Linked DNA regions of Xenopus laevis: region 1 is linked to region 2. Evidence: chromatin contacts called from public Hi-C data. All regions are on one chromosome and are shown on one strand. The core of a region is the stretch at or near the end of the contact, and the rest is flanking DNA. Distances in the headings are between cores, read along the strand shown. Region 1 holds the start of gcgr.L (glucagon receptor L homeolog). Region 2 has its middle 16 kb from the start of mcrip1.L.

Evidence for each region. Hi-C and Micro-C count contacts between places; a contact is called where the count stands out from the background.
Region 1: a contact with region 2 is called in a Hi-C map of the XL177 cell line, with 3 times the contacts expected there. The contact joins the promoter of gcgr.L here to the enhancer-like site in region 2. A contact is called at or near these places in 2 of 4 Hi-C or Micro-C datasets (the XL177 cell line and the XTC cell line).

What each region holds. Positions count from the first base shown.
Region 1 is chr9_10L:29,132,052-29,138,648 of Xenopus_laevis_v10.1, reverse strand. gcgr.L (glucagon receptor L homeolog) reads left to right here and starts at 4,111. Exons shown (of 14, transcript NM_001085752.1): 1 at 4,111-4,215.
Region 2 is chr9_10L:29,013,156-29,019,778 of Xenopus_laevis_v10.1, reverse strand. No RefSeq gene overlaps it. Among protein-coding and RNA genes, the nearest start is that of mcrip1.L, 16 kb to the right of the region's middle. Within about 2 kb of position 1,253, at least 1 of the 7 cell types and tissues checked has an H3K27ac peak or open chromatin away from gene starts, as enhancers often do.

The sequences.
Region 1 (6,597 bases), core at 2,862-5,361, 120 kb before region 2:
TGCTGAAAATCTAGTTGTAAGCCTGACATTCCCATGGAGGCATCACACAGATAATCAGTAGATAAATGGATAACATCCTCTCTAGGCACGCTATTAGTAAGATCTGTCTCCAACTGAGCTAACCAGAGGCACAATTTACCACACAAGCAGTAGCAAGCCGTCGGTCTGAAACTGGAGGATGAAGCTTCATGAGCTCTTTTAAGCTCTGCGTCAACTTTTCGGTCCATCTGGTCTTTAAAGCTTGACCCATCCTTTACAATTATGGTCGTCTTTTTCAACAGATGAGCAGCATGTACATCCACTTCAGGTGGTCGATCCCGAACCACAGTACACTTAGGGTCAAACGGAAATAATGCTGCTTCTCCTCTTTCAGGTACACTCCTTTTAAATAAAATCAGCAATGTCCTGCTGCACAGGGAACGAACACCTTATAGGATTTTTTAGACCTTAAAAACACCAGTCTTGAACAGAACTGGGTTTAACCAGTGCAAGTGCAATAAGTGCAATTCTGGTCTCTGCACTAGAAGAGCCAAATTTAAAGTTACCAGGAGCGTCATTTTTGCCACCCCCGGTAACCAGAGGGACGCTGCCATCTGAGGTGAGTTTCTCAACTCGCTTCATTGGTGCAGCACCCCTGCCCCTTCCTAAAAGAGTGGTCCATGTCACTGTGTGACATCTAGAGCATAACCTCCAATAGTCCCGTTTTTCACAGGACAGTCCCGATTTTAAGAGCTCAGCCCGCAGTCCTGGAGTGTTACACAAATGTCCTGAGTCTCTGTTTGATCTCCTGCACTTTCGCCAGAAAAAGATACAAAGTTTATAGAACTTTAAAGGGATACTGTCATGGGAAAAAATTTTTTTTTCAAAATGAATCAGTTAATTAATTGATTACATTTAGAAAGTTTCAGTATGATGAAGCTTATATTAAATTTTCATTCTTGTTATAATTCCCCTTTAAATAGCAACTATTGTTTCTTTGCCTATTTTAAATAGTTACAAATGTATTTCAGTGCAGGTGCTGAGTATTCTGGGCTCTCTGACAAAAAGCCTCTTATTTAAAGGGATACTGTCATGGGGAAAAAAAAAATTTTTTCAAAATGAATCAGTTAATAGTGCTGCTCCAGCAGAATTCTGCACTGAAATCCATTTCTCGAAAGAGCAAACAGATTTTTTTATATTCAATTTTGAAATCTGACATGGGGCTAGACATTTTGTCAATTTCCCAGCTGCCCCTGGTCATGTGACTTGTGCCTGCACTTTATGAGAGAAATGCTTTCTGGCAGGCTGCTGTTTTTCCTTCTCAATGTAACTGAATGTGTCTCAGTGGGATATGGGTTTTTACTATTGAGTGCTGTTCTTAGATCTACCAGGCAGCTGTTATCTTGTGTTAGGGAGCTGTTATCTGGTTACCTTCTTTTGTTTGGCTGCTGGGGGGGGGGGAGGGAGGGGGTGATATCACTCCAACTTGCAGTACAGCAGTAAAGAGTGATTGAAGTTTATCAGAGCACAAGTCACATGACTTGGGGCAGCTGGGAAATTGACAATATGTCTAGCCCCATGTCAGATTTCAAAACTGAATATGAAAAAATCTGTTTGCTCTTTTGAGAAATGGATTTCAGTGCAGAATTCTGCTGGAGCAGCACTATTAACTGATTCATTTTGAAATTTTTTTTTTTCCCATGACAGTATCCCTTTAAATAAGAGGCTTTTTGTCAGAGAGCCCAGAATACTCAGCACCTGCACTGAAATACATTTGTAACTATTTAAAATAGGCAAAGAAACAATTGTTGCTATTTAAAGGGGAACTATAACAAGAATGAAAATGTAATATAAGCTTCATCATACTGAAACTTTCTAAATGTAATCAATTAAATATTCTGCATTGTTTCTGAAATAGTCAAGTTTATCTTCACTTTCCCTCTCTCAGCATCTGTTACACTTCATTCTGTATTCATGCAGCAGTTGGGTGTCAGATATGCATTGACAGTTGGAGCCAATATATGTTATGGGGGGCTCCTTTTGCCTAGAAGATGTACTGTATTAGAGCTCACTCTATTAAAATCACCAGACATCACACTCTACATGCAGGATGTGTGCAAAAGGCAGTTATTTTGTATATATTCTGTTTGTACTGAAATCATTTATTTGAGTGAGTTCTAATTCACCTGCTAGGAAAGAAAGCCCCTGCTGATCCCATTGAGTTCAAAATATGGCTTTTCCTTGTCCTATTGGCGTTTCTTCTGAAAAACTGGCATTGCATGGAGGATGTTGGCTTGCAAGGTCCCTTTGGGAATTGCTATCGGGTGTATTTCTTTATTTTCAATAGGGCTCAATTTTGTGCTCGGCTGCACGTTTTTAAAAATGCAACATAAAAACGCCACGTGTGACCTTGCCCATAAAGGGCAATTCACCTTCATTAGCAAAACTGTAACAACACATAAAACCTGACCCTAAAACCCCCAGAAATGTGTTCAAACTTTCCATAACCTGCCAAATTTTTCAAATGGACATGTATGTAGGGGTGTGAACGCAAAATTGGTGTGGACAAAAAAATTTGCAGTGCTGTGTGCGGCAGAATTTTTCATTCCTCTTTCTGATTTTCAAATGTTGGGAGGTATGATCTAGAGCAGGGATCCCCAACTTTTTTTACCCACGAGCCACATTCAAATGTAAAAAGATTTGGGGAGCAACACAAGCATAAAAAAGTCCCTTGGGGTGCCAAATAAGTGCTGTGATTGGCTATTTGGTAGCTCCTATGTGGACTGGCAGCCTACAGGAGGCTCTACTTGGCAATATACTTAGTTTTTATGCAATTAAAACTTACTTCCAAACCTGGAATTCAAAAATAATCGCCTACTTTGAGACCTCTGGGAGCAACATCCAAGAGGTTGAAGAGCAACATGTTGCTCACGAGCTACTGGTTGGGGATCACTGATCTAGAGAGACAGGAATGATACAATTCAATAAATACGTGTACAATTATACAAGTGGGAAGGGGAACCTTCCATAATGGAAAAGGACCTAGGTGTCCTTGTAGATAAAAACTTGGCTGTAGCAAGCAATGCCAGTCAGCAACATCAAGGGCAAATAAGGTCTTGAACTGTATTAAAAGGGGCATTGATTCACGGGAGGAGGGGGTCATTCTTCCACTTTATAAAGCATGGTAAGGCCCCATCTAGAATATTCTGTAGAGTTTTGGTCTCCAGTGCTCAAACCGGACATTATTGTATTAGAGAAGGTACAGAGAAGGGCAACTAAACTGGTAAAAGGTATGGAAAATCTTAGTTATGAGGAAAAAAGGAAATAGAAAAAAGAAATAGACTGGCCAAATTGGGGTTGCTCACCTGGGGAATAGGCAGTTAAGGGGTGATATGATAACTATGTATAAATATATAAGGGGATCCTCACAAGGTCACCCATTCCGATTAGAAGAAAAGAGGTTCCGCCTAAATATTCAGAAATTGTTTTTTTACAGCCAGAGCTGCGAAGATGTGGAATTCTCTCCCTAAATCAGTCGTAGAGGCTGATACATTAAATAGCTTTAAGAAGGGGTTGGATGGCTTTTAAGCAAGTGAGGGAATACAGGGTTATGGGAGATAGCTCATAGTACAAGTTGATCCAGGGACTAGTCTGGAGTCAGGAAGGAATTTTTCAAATTTCATTTTCAAATGGGATTTTTTTGCCTTCCTCTGGATCAACTAGCAGTTAGGCAGATTATATATAGAGTTGAAAGCTTGAAGACGTGTGTCTTTTTTTCAACGTAATTTACTACGATACATCCCCACTGGCTCTAGAAGCAGACACGCGTTTACAGCCACCAAATGAATCTAGGGTCACAGCTCCACCCAAATACTAATCATAATTAATAACAAAATTAATAAAAATAATCTTATTATGCAGCTCACACCCAAAGCAACGTTGACCACAGCAGAAATCAATCCTCTCTCCTGCACTTCTGAAGCTGAGTAAAGTGAAGGAGAACTGCCACTCCTCACTGGCCCGGGACTCTAACTGGAGCTCCGCCCCCTCTGCACAGCATGCTAGCGAGCAGGAAAAAAAATCACCTCTCGGCTCGTGCTGCACAAGCAGTGTCACTGGGTAAAAGACACAATAAGAGGGACCTGAGGAATTGACTGGTGCTGCAGCGATCCTCTGATATGGGTAGGACTTATATTGCATTGGAAAGCCTGCCAGAACCCACTGGGCAAATAACAGGTATGTAAATATACACAAACTTCTTTACCACGCTAGGAAAGTAAGGGAACTGCACTGAGCCCCTTATAGAACATAACAAACATTACCTACCAAAGGTAAGACAGGAAAAAACACTTGTAGGGTGGGAGGTGTTTTTTATAGGTGTTTTTCCTGTCCTACCTAAGGGGGACTATTTTAGGTCTTAGGTCTCTCTGACTGAAAGGCAGACGGAAAGGGTGAGTACTGGGAAAATGCTTGGCATGGGATAGAGCAATAGACTGGAAGGGGTAAAGGTGTGCAGGAAGTTGTGGGCAACAAGTAACCATATAATGGCTAGGAATGTGGGGGATATTGGGTGAGTAGGGTGGATAGTGTTGTAGTCTTTGCATTTGGCAGGTTGTTAAGAAACTGAGCACCCCCTTGTAGTTGGTAATGGACAGTGCCCTAATAGTGCCAATGACTGGGGTACCACAATAGGGTATATGGGGCAAACCATTACTAGGGGGGGTATGTACTGGCAGTGTATGATGATTAGTTGGATAGAGACTGGAAATCATGGAGTATGTAGGAGGAATGCTAAGTTATGAGAGGTTTTTGCACAGGGGGAGGGGTAGACAGATTGCTTGCTTCATGTCTCAGAGTTTGTCAGTGGAGGGGGTGTCAATTTTAGGGAGACAATCTATGTAAGTGCAGCGGCTTTCAGTCTGAGGAAGAGCGTCTCTGTCCGCTGAGGGGGGTCTCAGTTTGGTTTTGTGAGCCTTCTGTGTTTTTGGAGGGTTCTCAGATGGAGAGCTCAGAGAATTTCATTTTAAACACGGGAGAGTCCGTTATAGTTGTTAAGGTCACAAACTGAGAGACCCCTGTCACTGAATTTCACTGACAGGCTGTCTCTCTTTGTTTGAATATGATCTCTCTTGGCTGTATTAACCCAGAAACAGTGATGTTTTCCAGCATTGTATGCAGACAGGGAAAGATACAAAGTACCTTCTTCTCATAGGATTTATCCATTCCACAGAAAAGACTGTATGCTTTTTAATAAATAGACTGCCATTTCTTTATTCTTCCAAAAAGTCGCCTTTATATGTATGTCTGCAACAGTACTTGGACTGAATCTTTTATTAATAACTCTAGAAAATGAATATAATAAACATATGTCTGCAGGTTGCACTTTTGTTGTATTTATATTATTGAAAACAGATGGGGATAAATATAAAACTATATGGCAGGTGAGTCATCCCTTGCATTATAAACAATAAAGAAATATTGTGTTCTAACAGCTGAACTGCATCTCTCGACTATGTGTCAGAGTGTGTCGATGATGCAGTTCAGCTAAAGCTAGAGGATAGCATGATGAGGCCACAAACCAACAGGTTACGTAACTTCAAGCACAGGTGTATATAGCTAATAAATGTTCTGCTCACTTTGTCTAAAGTCCAAAACTAGCAGTCATATATAATATATTGAATTACATGCCCCTGTTGTAAATTATAAGGTTATATGAAGTCCCACCATAAAGTTCTAAAGACGTTGTGCACCTTTTAGTGTGATGTAGAGATGGATACTGTGAGACAATTTGCAACTGTTTTTTTACTTTTTTATTTGTCGTTTTTGACTTTTTATACAGTAGCTCTTCATTTGCAGTTTTGGCAATTTGGTTGCTAGGGTCCAGTTTACCCTAGCAACCATGTATTCATTTGATCAAGAGACTGGGGTATGAATAGGAGATGACCTGAATAGAAAGAAGAACAATAAATAGTAGCAGTTACAACACATTTGTAGCCTTACAAAGAATTTGATGCAGTCAGTGACCACCATTTGAAAGCTGGAAAGAGTCAGAAGAAAAAGGCAAGTAATTTAAAAAACAAATGATAAAGACCAGTTGAAAAGTTGTTTAGAATTGGCCATTCTATAACATACTATAAGTTAATGTAGAGTTGAACCATCCCTTTCAAATAGGATGCTTTACTCCTTACTGTATTAACATTGTCTTAGTGAAAAAGTATCAATAGAAACTGTTCTTGCCTTAGTTTGGATTTCCTTACTTTATGTAGCAGTCTGAAAAATGTACAGGCCTAATGTACATGACACTATGCTGTGTCAACAGCGATGTCTTTGGGGCTTGTTTACTGGTCTTAACTGGCAGTTTTATTGATATTTTAAGTAAGCATACCTCCCAACATTTGAAAAATAGAAAGAGGGAAAAAAGATCTGCCGCAAACATTTTTGACCACGCCCATTATATGGGCAGACCCCCTAAATACCTCCATTTTACAAAATTTGACAGATTATGGAAAGTTTGAACACATTTCTGGGAATTGCAGGTTTTAGGTGTTATTACAGTTTTGCTAATGAAAGTGAATTGCCCTTTAAGCTGCAAGTCATAGTTTCCCAAAGTGGCCTGCT
Region 2 (6,623 bases), core at 4-2,503:
AATGCTAATTATTTTTAACTGTGCTTACAATCTTCCACATATTAGAGAAAAAGCCTTGAAAACATGTTTTTGTTGCAGTAATACCCAGCTATGGAACACAGTTGCTGTTGGATGTCACATAAAAGCATTGTATGATTATTGGTGACACTAATAATCAATTTGGATTTAGATGTCAGTGAATGGGAGTCATTGCTTATGCATAAGGAAACTGATGTAATGTGTAATGGAATATAAAATTGTGAACGAAAAGCTAAAAATTTATCTAAAAACAAGGGGGTTAGAAAAGAAGGAAAAGGCATGAACTATGGAAAAGAGAGAGAGTCGAAAAGAAAAGGGAGGAAAAAAAGAAAATGGGGAACAAGAGAGAAAGAATGGAAGTAGATTAGGACAAAAGTGAAGAATATACAAGGCATAAGGAGAAGGTGCAATTTGAAACGGTGAAGGAGGAGCAAGGGAAGAAAATGTGCATATTGGGCAGGAGAAATGCATGAAAGGAGAAAACAGAGGGATAGGGGAACAGAAAAAGTAAAATAGATGATAAGAATGGAATTGGGTAGAAACATGTAAACAGGAGAAGAAAGTGGCTAGTTATCAGCCAAAACTTTCAAGAGCTTCCCTTGCATCTTTGGGACCAATGACACACCCTGCAGAACAGTTAGAAATGTTTATGTAATTTCTTGCAGTTCCCAGCAACTCCGCTCCAGTGTGCCATCACAGACAGTAGTCAAGAGTCTCCACCTCCTGCAATACAAGCTGTCATGACTCCCCGAGAACCATCGCTAACAGAACTTCTGGGAGCAGTATTGGAAAATCGCACATCTGCTACAGCCCAACTTGAGGCCCTTAAAGAAGATATTTCACTGTTGAGACAAGACCTACAAAATGTAGCGAGAGAGAACAACAGAAGTGGAAAACAGGGTCTCTACCCTTGAGGACCAAGTGTCTCCATTGCAGAATTCAAACAGTACAACAACAACTCCAGTCTGCCTTGGAAAAAAAATAGATGACCTGGAAAACAGGCACAGGCGAAATAATGTCCGAATCGTCGGGCTGCCAGAAAGGTCAGAGGGCCAACACCCCGAACTATTTATGGAAACCTGGCTGCAAGGTCTACTAGGGGCAGACACTCTCTCCACTAATTTTGTAGTGGAAAGGGCCCACAGAGTCCCAAATAGGGCAACCCCGCCAGGTGCCCCACCAAGGCCCTTTTTGTTCAAGGTCCTCAACTACAGAGACCGGGACGTGATCCTTATAGCCGCCCGACAAAAAGGAGAAATTTAACACAATGGCTCGAGGATCCCATTTTACCCAGACTTCTCTGCGGCTGTTCAGAAACAAAGAGCGAGCTTCCGGGGAGTCAAAAGACGGCAGCGAGGTGCACAGCTCCAATTCTGTATGCTTTTTCCAGCCAAGCTGCGGATTATTGAAGGCGGTCAGAAACATTTTACAGCTCCAGCAGAGATGAAGACCAGCCCCAAATAACATTCCTAGGCGTGACTAATTCTTCAGTCACAATCTAACTAAACTTAACAACCCAAGTTGCCCACTATTTTCACATGAGGTCTGAGGATCCTGAACTGCTATTACTTTCCAACACTGCGGTATTCCCTGATGCTATCCTTCATTTGAGGTACAACAGGAAGGTAATATGTCATGAAATCAGGGTACCCAACTATTCTTCTATGCCAGGGGTTATGTAACCATGAGAACGGGCCGGTCCGCTACTAGGTCAGACCACTAATCCATGGCACATCTGGGTCGGAAGGGAACTATAATTGTTCATAACAACGTAACGGTTCCAGTGATAAAGGGCCACGCACCAAGTCACTGACCAACTTACGTTATGGGTACTAGACCCACCCATGTTGGGGGGTGGGTAGGAAGGGAAAATGGGAAATGTTGGGGTGTTGTATGTTCTATGTGTTTACCTTTATCTTCACCATAAGCATCGTGTTGCTGTGTGCTCCCATGTTACAGACACCAAGACCCATACTGGTAAATCACCTATGCATTTTTTACCATGTCAACCTATAACATAATTTCATGGAACATTAGGGGGTCTCAATTCCAAATTCAAACGTAGTCTTATGTTTAACTTCATTAACATTTGCCTTCTATTCTTCTTCTACAAGAAACCCAAATTACAGGTCAAAAAGTACTCTCCCTTAAAAGACCTTGGGTGGGGTGGTCCTACAACTCCATATTCTCTACACATGCAAGAGGGGTTTCTATTTTGATTTAAAAAAATATAGTATTTTCACTAATGCAGGTTATCACTGACCACTATGGGCATTATATTATACTAAGCTGCACACTTGATAATAAGCCCATCACAATTATCCATATTTTTATGCCCCCATCATATACAGGGGCACTGCTAGAACAGATCACTACTAAATTAGCAAATTTTCCTCCTGGGCCTATGTGTATACTAGGGGACTTTAACTCCACAATGGACCCTCAGATAGACCGTCTTAAGTCACAAGACACAGGTCCTACCAAACTAGCTCAATGGGCGGAAGCATTTCAATTGCTAGACTGCTGGAGATGGAAGCACCCAGAGCTAAGAGAGTACTCCTGCCACTCGACCACACATCAGTCCTTCTCAAGAATTGACTTGGCACTAGTTACTAGTGCAAGAGGGGGGTTGTGGGTGCACTCCTAAGGCCATATAAAAAATATTTAAATACAATAATCCCCTGTCTAAAAGGAGAAAAACAGGGTTTTTTGTTACAAAGTTATGATCATAAAATTGGTAAGCCGCCATACCACGTCAAGGTAAACCCCATACGGCGGTCCCTAACCTGTTTACCTGTGATCAAAATTTAAAACCTTGGTTTCAATCTGGACTAGATCCTCCCCCGCCACCTGCATATGCGGCTTTTGAAGGGGAGACTGCCCAGACCAACGTCCATTTAAAAAAAAAAAAAAAAATGTGATTGTGAAGAGACTATAATGAAGGAAAAGTAAAGTTGTATATATAAGTGCACACTTGTGTGTGTATGTGTGTGAGTATAAGTATAAGTACAGGTGTGAGTATAGATTTAGAGGGAGATGAAAAAGGAAAAGCTAAATGTGGAGTGTGATAGGTGTAATGTGTGTGGGTCTGTGCAAGTGTTACCTAGTGATAAGTGCAGCAAATATAATGAGTGTCTCACAGGCGTTGGTAATAAAAAGGCCAAAGCCTCCCCAGCCGCTAGCATTTGTGGCTTTTAAGGGAGAAAAATTGCCCAAACCAAGGATTAATCAAAAACAACAAGGACATAGGGCCACCGTTAATTTAAGGGGGTGGGTATGAGGGTGCACTAACCACATGAAGCTCAGCCACAGCTTCTGGCTACATTTCAGGTACAAGAGGGGGGTTGTGGGTGCACTCCTAAGGCCATATAAAAAATATTTAAATACAATAATCCCCTGTCTAAAAGGAGAAAAACAGGGTTTTTTGTTACAAAGTTATGATCATAAAATTGGTAAGCCGCCATACCACGTCAGGTAAACCCCATACGGCGGTCCCTAACCTGTTTACCTGTGATCAAAATTTAAAACCTTGGTTTCAATCTGGACTAGATCCTCCCACCTGCATATGCGGCTTTTGATCACAGGTAAACAGGTTAGGGACTGCTGTATGGGGTTTACCTTGACGTGGTATGGCGGCTTACCAATTTTATGATCATAACTTTGTAACAAAAAACCCTGTTTTTCTTTTTTTAGACAGGGGATTATTGTATTTAAATATTTTTTATATGGCCTTAGGAGTGCACCCACAACCCCCCTCTTGTACTAGTTACTAGTGATATACTTCCCCTCATTGACAAGGTGCAGTTCCTTCCTAGAATCCTCTCTGATCACTCCCCACTCCTGCTATGCCATCGTTGGTCATCCCCAACAAGTTCTAGGTCCTCTCTGGTTGAGCAATGAACTAGTACAAACAGCCAACTCAGAGGGTTATGCCAACCACAGGGAAATGAATACTGAGTTGGCCTCTCAGGTCGTCCTCTGGGACACCTCTAAAGCAGTAATGTGGGGGGTTCTAGCCAGGGCGATACGACAAGCCCGTCGTCAAGCAAGAGAAAGTGTAGAACAAGCAGAGGCAGAAGTTTTTACAGGTAGAAAATGACCACATCGCTAACCCCTCACCGGAGTTGCCCGCGCTTCTATTAGAAAAACGCCACACCCTAGAGAGACAACATACCTTACTAACAAAGAAAGCCCTCCTATACCTATCACAAAGATATTTTGAAATGACAAAAATGGAAAAATGTTAGCATATTTTGCAAAAGCACAGTGCCCCACAACGGTAGTTATAATGGGGACTGATAAAGTGGAGGTCACTGACCCAAAGTTAATAGTGGAGGAATTTGCAACATACTATCGTGACCTATATGAAACTACTACACCCCACTTAAGAAACTTACACGGACCCTTATTATATAGTATTCCCATCCCGACCCTTTCAGCTGGCTCTAAATCAACCTATAAAGGTGGAAGAGGTCAAAGAAGCTATAGCTTCTCTCCCGTCAAACAAAACTCCAGGACCCGATGGCCTCCCAGCGAACTGGTACAAGACCCTGGAGGAGCAACATGCCCCCCCATGTTATGGTCTACCCTGCAAGCCTTGTTTGAGGTAGGCTCGCTTCCCCCTTCATTCAGTGAGGCCCTCATTATAGTGGTCCCCAAACCAGGCAGAGAACCTTCACAATGCAGCTCATACCGACCTATCTCTCTTATAAACACGGATGCCAAAATCCTTGCAAAAATACAAGGCTAAAAGCTAAAAGAATCCAAAGATATATCACAGATCTAGTTCACCCAGATCAATCTGGTTTTATGCCAGGCAGATACACTAATATTAATCTTAGGAGACTACATACCTACATAGAGATACAACATACAAGGGCAGTGGCCTCCCTAGACTCCTCCAAAGCATTTGATTCTTTAGAATGGCCATATCTCTGGGAGACGCTGCACAGATTCAACCTGGTAGACCATTTTATTAAATGGATACAGTTACTATACCAACAGCAACGGCAAGGGTCAGGGTATGGATTGCGTTGGCCATTGAACCCCTGGCCATAGCCATTCGTGAATCGCAACAGATCACTAGTCTAACCCTCAAACCACTTACCAAGAAAATATCCCTCTATGCGGATGACTTACTAATATACCTAGCTGACACCCAGGACTCTCTAGCAACCCTGCTTAGGGCAGTGGGACAGTTTGGAGTATTACCTTGGACTCAATGTACAAGCGGACCCCACCAGATTTGTACAGACCAACCCGATAATTTCAAAGCTTGAGGCTGACCTCCAAAACTGGGTGAACCTTCCCCTCACATTATGGGGGAGAATAAATCTCATTAAGATGATATAACTTCCTAAACTCTTATATTATACCACCTCCACAATGCCTCATTTAAATCCCCAAGACTGTATTTAAAGAAATCAATCGTCTGATTCTCCCCTTTATATGGCAGCAAAAAGTGCAGAGAATTGCTTTGGAAAAACTGAAGGCTGAAAAAGAAGATGGAGGCCTAGCCCTACCCAACCTAATTATATTACTTAGCATCCCAAATTTATTACATGCATTGGTGGTTCCACCCTGATCCATACAATCCCTGCATGGCATTACAAGGCAATATAGCAGGATCCTTAGAAAGCTTAAATAACCTACCCTACTACAAACTCTCAGATATGGGCAAATTACCATCCTCCATCACTATACCCCACAGATGTCAAGGCTTGAAACAGCTTTAAAAGACCCCATGCGCCTAACTCCTTCACTGCCACTGGAGGAGTCCGTATCTGTAGAACAGCCCACAAAGCTAATGTCCAGACTTTATCACAATTTATTAGCAAGTATCCCCCCTCCATTCCGCACTGCACAAAATAAATTACAGTTGCAGATACCAGAGCTCAAACAGGAAGACTGGGATGAAACTACGGAGACAATATATACTAGTTTAATATCAGTGAGAGACAAACTAATTCAATACAAAGTATTCCATCAACTCTATATAACCCTGTTAAAACTTAAGGCTATGGGCAAGAGAGACGACAATTGCCCCAGATGTGGAACACCAGCGGCAAACTTCCTACACATAATCTGGCCCTGTCCAGTAATAAACAACTATTGGTCTCAGGTAATGGCCGCACTAGCAAATACCCTTGACTTTCCACAGGTGAATTCTCCACAGGTGTGTCTACTGGGGGATAGTGGACCATTTAATGCCTACTGCCCACGCAAAACTAAGGTTTAGAGCTTTATTATATTATGCTAAGAAATGTATTATTATGCATTGGATGGGACCCACCCCTCCTACAGGGGACTCCTGGATAAAACTAGTTAACAAGGCTATACCCATGATTAGACTCACACATGAAGCCAGAAATACGGCCCATAAATTCGATAAGATATGGAGTCCCTGGTGGGAGTCGGGCCCTGGCATTCAACCCAGGAATGACACAGCAAATGTTTATGTAATTCAGTAGTGAGATAATAGTTTTTTAAAATACGATTAACCTGTAGTGAGGGAGCAAAGATGAGACATAATGTAAAACAAATACAAAGACACGTGACTGTTAAAGAATTGTTTATTGTTTGTGCATGTTTAATGTTTTTGAAAA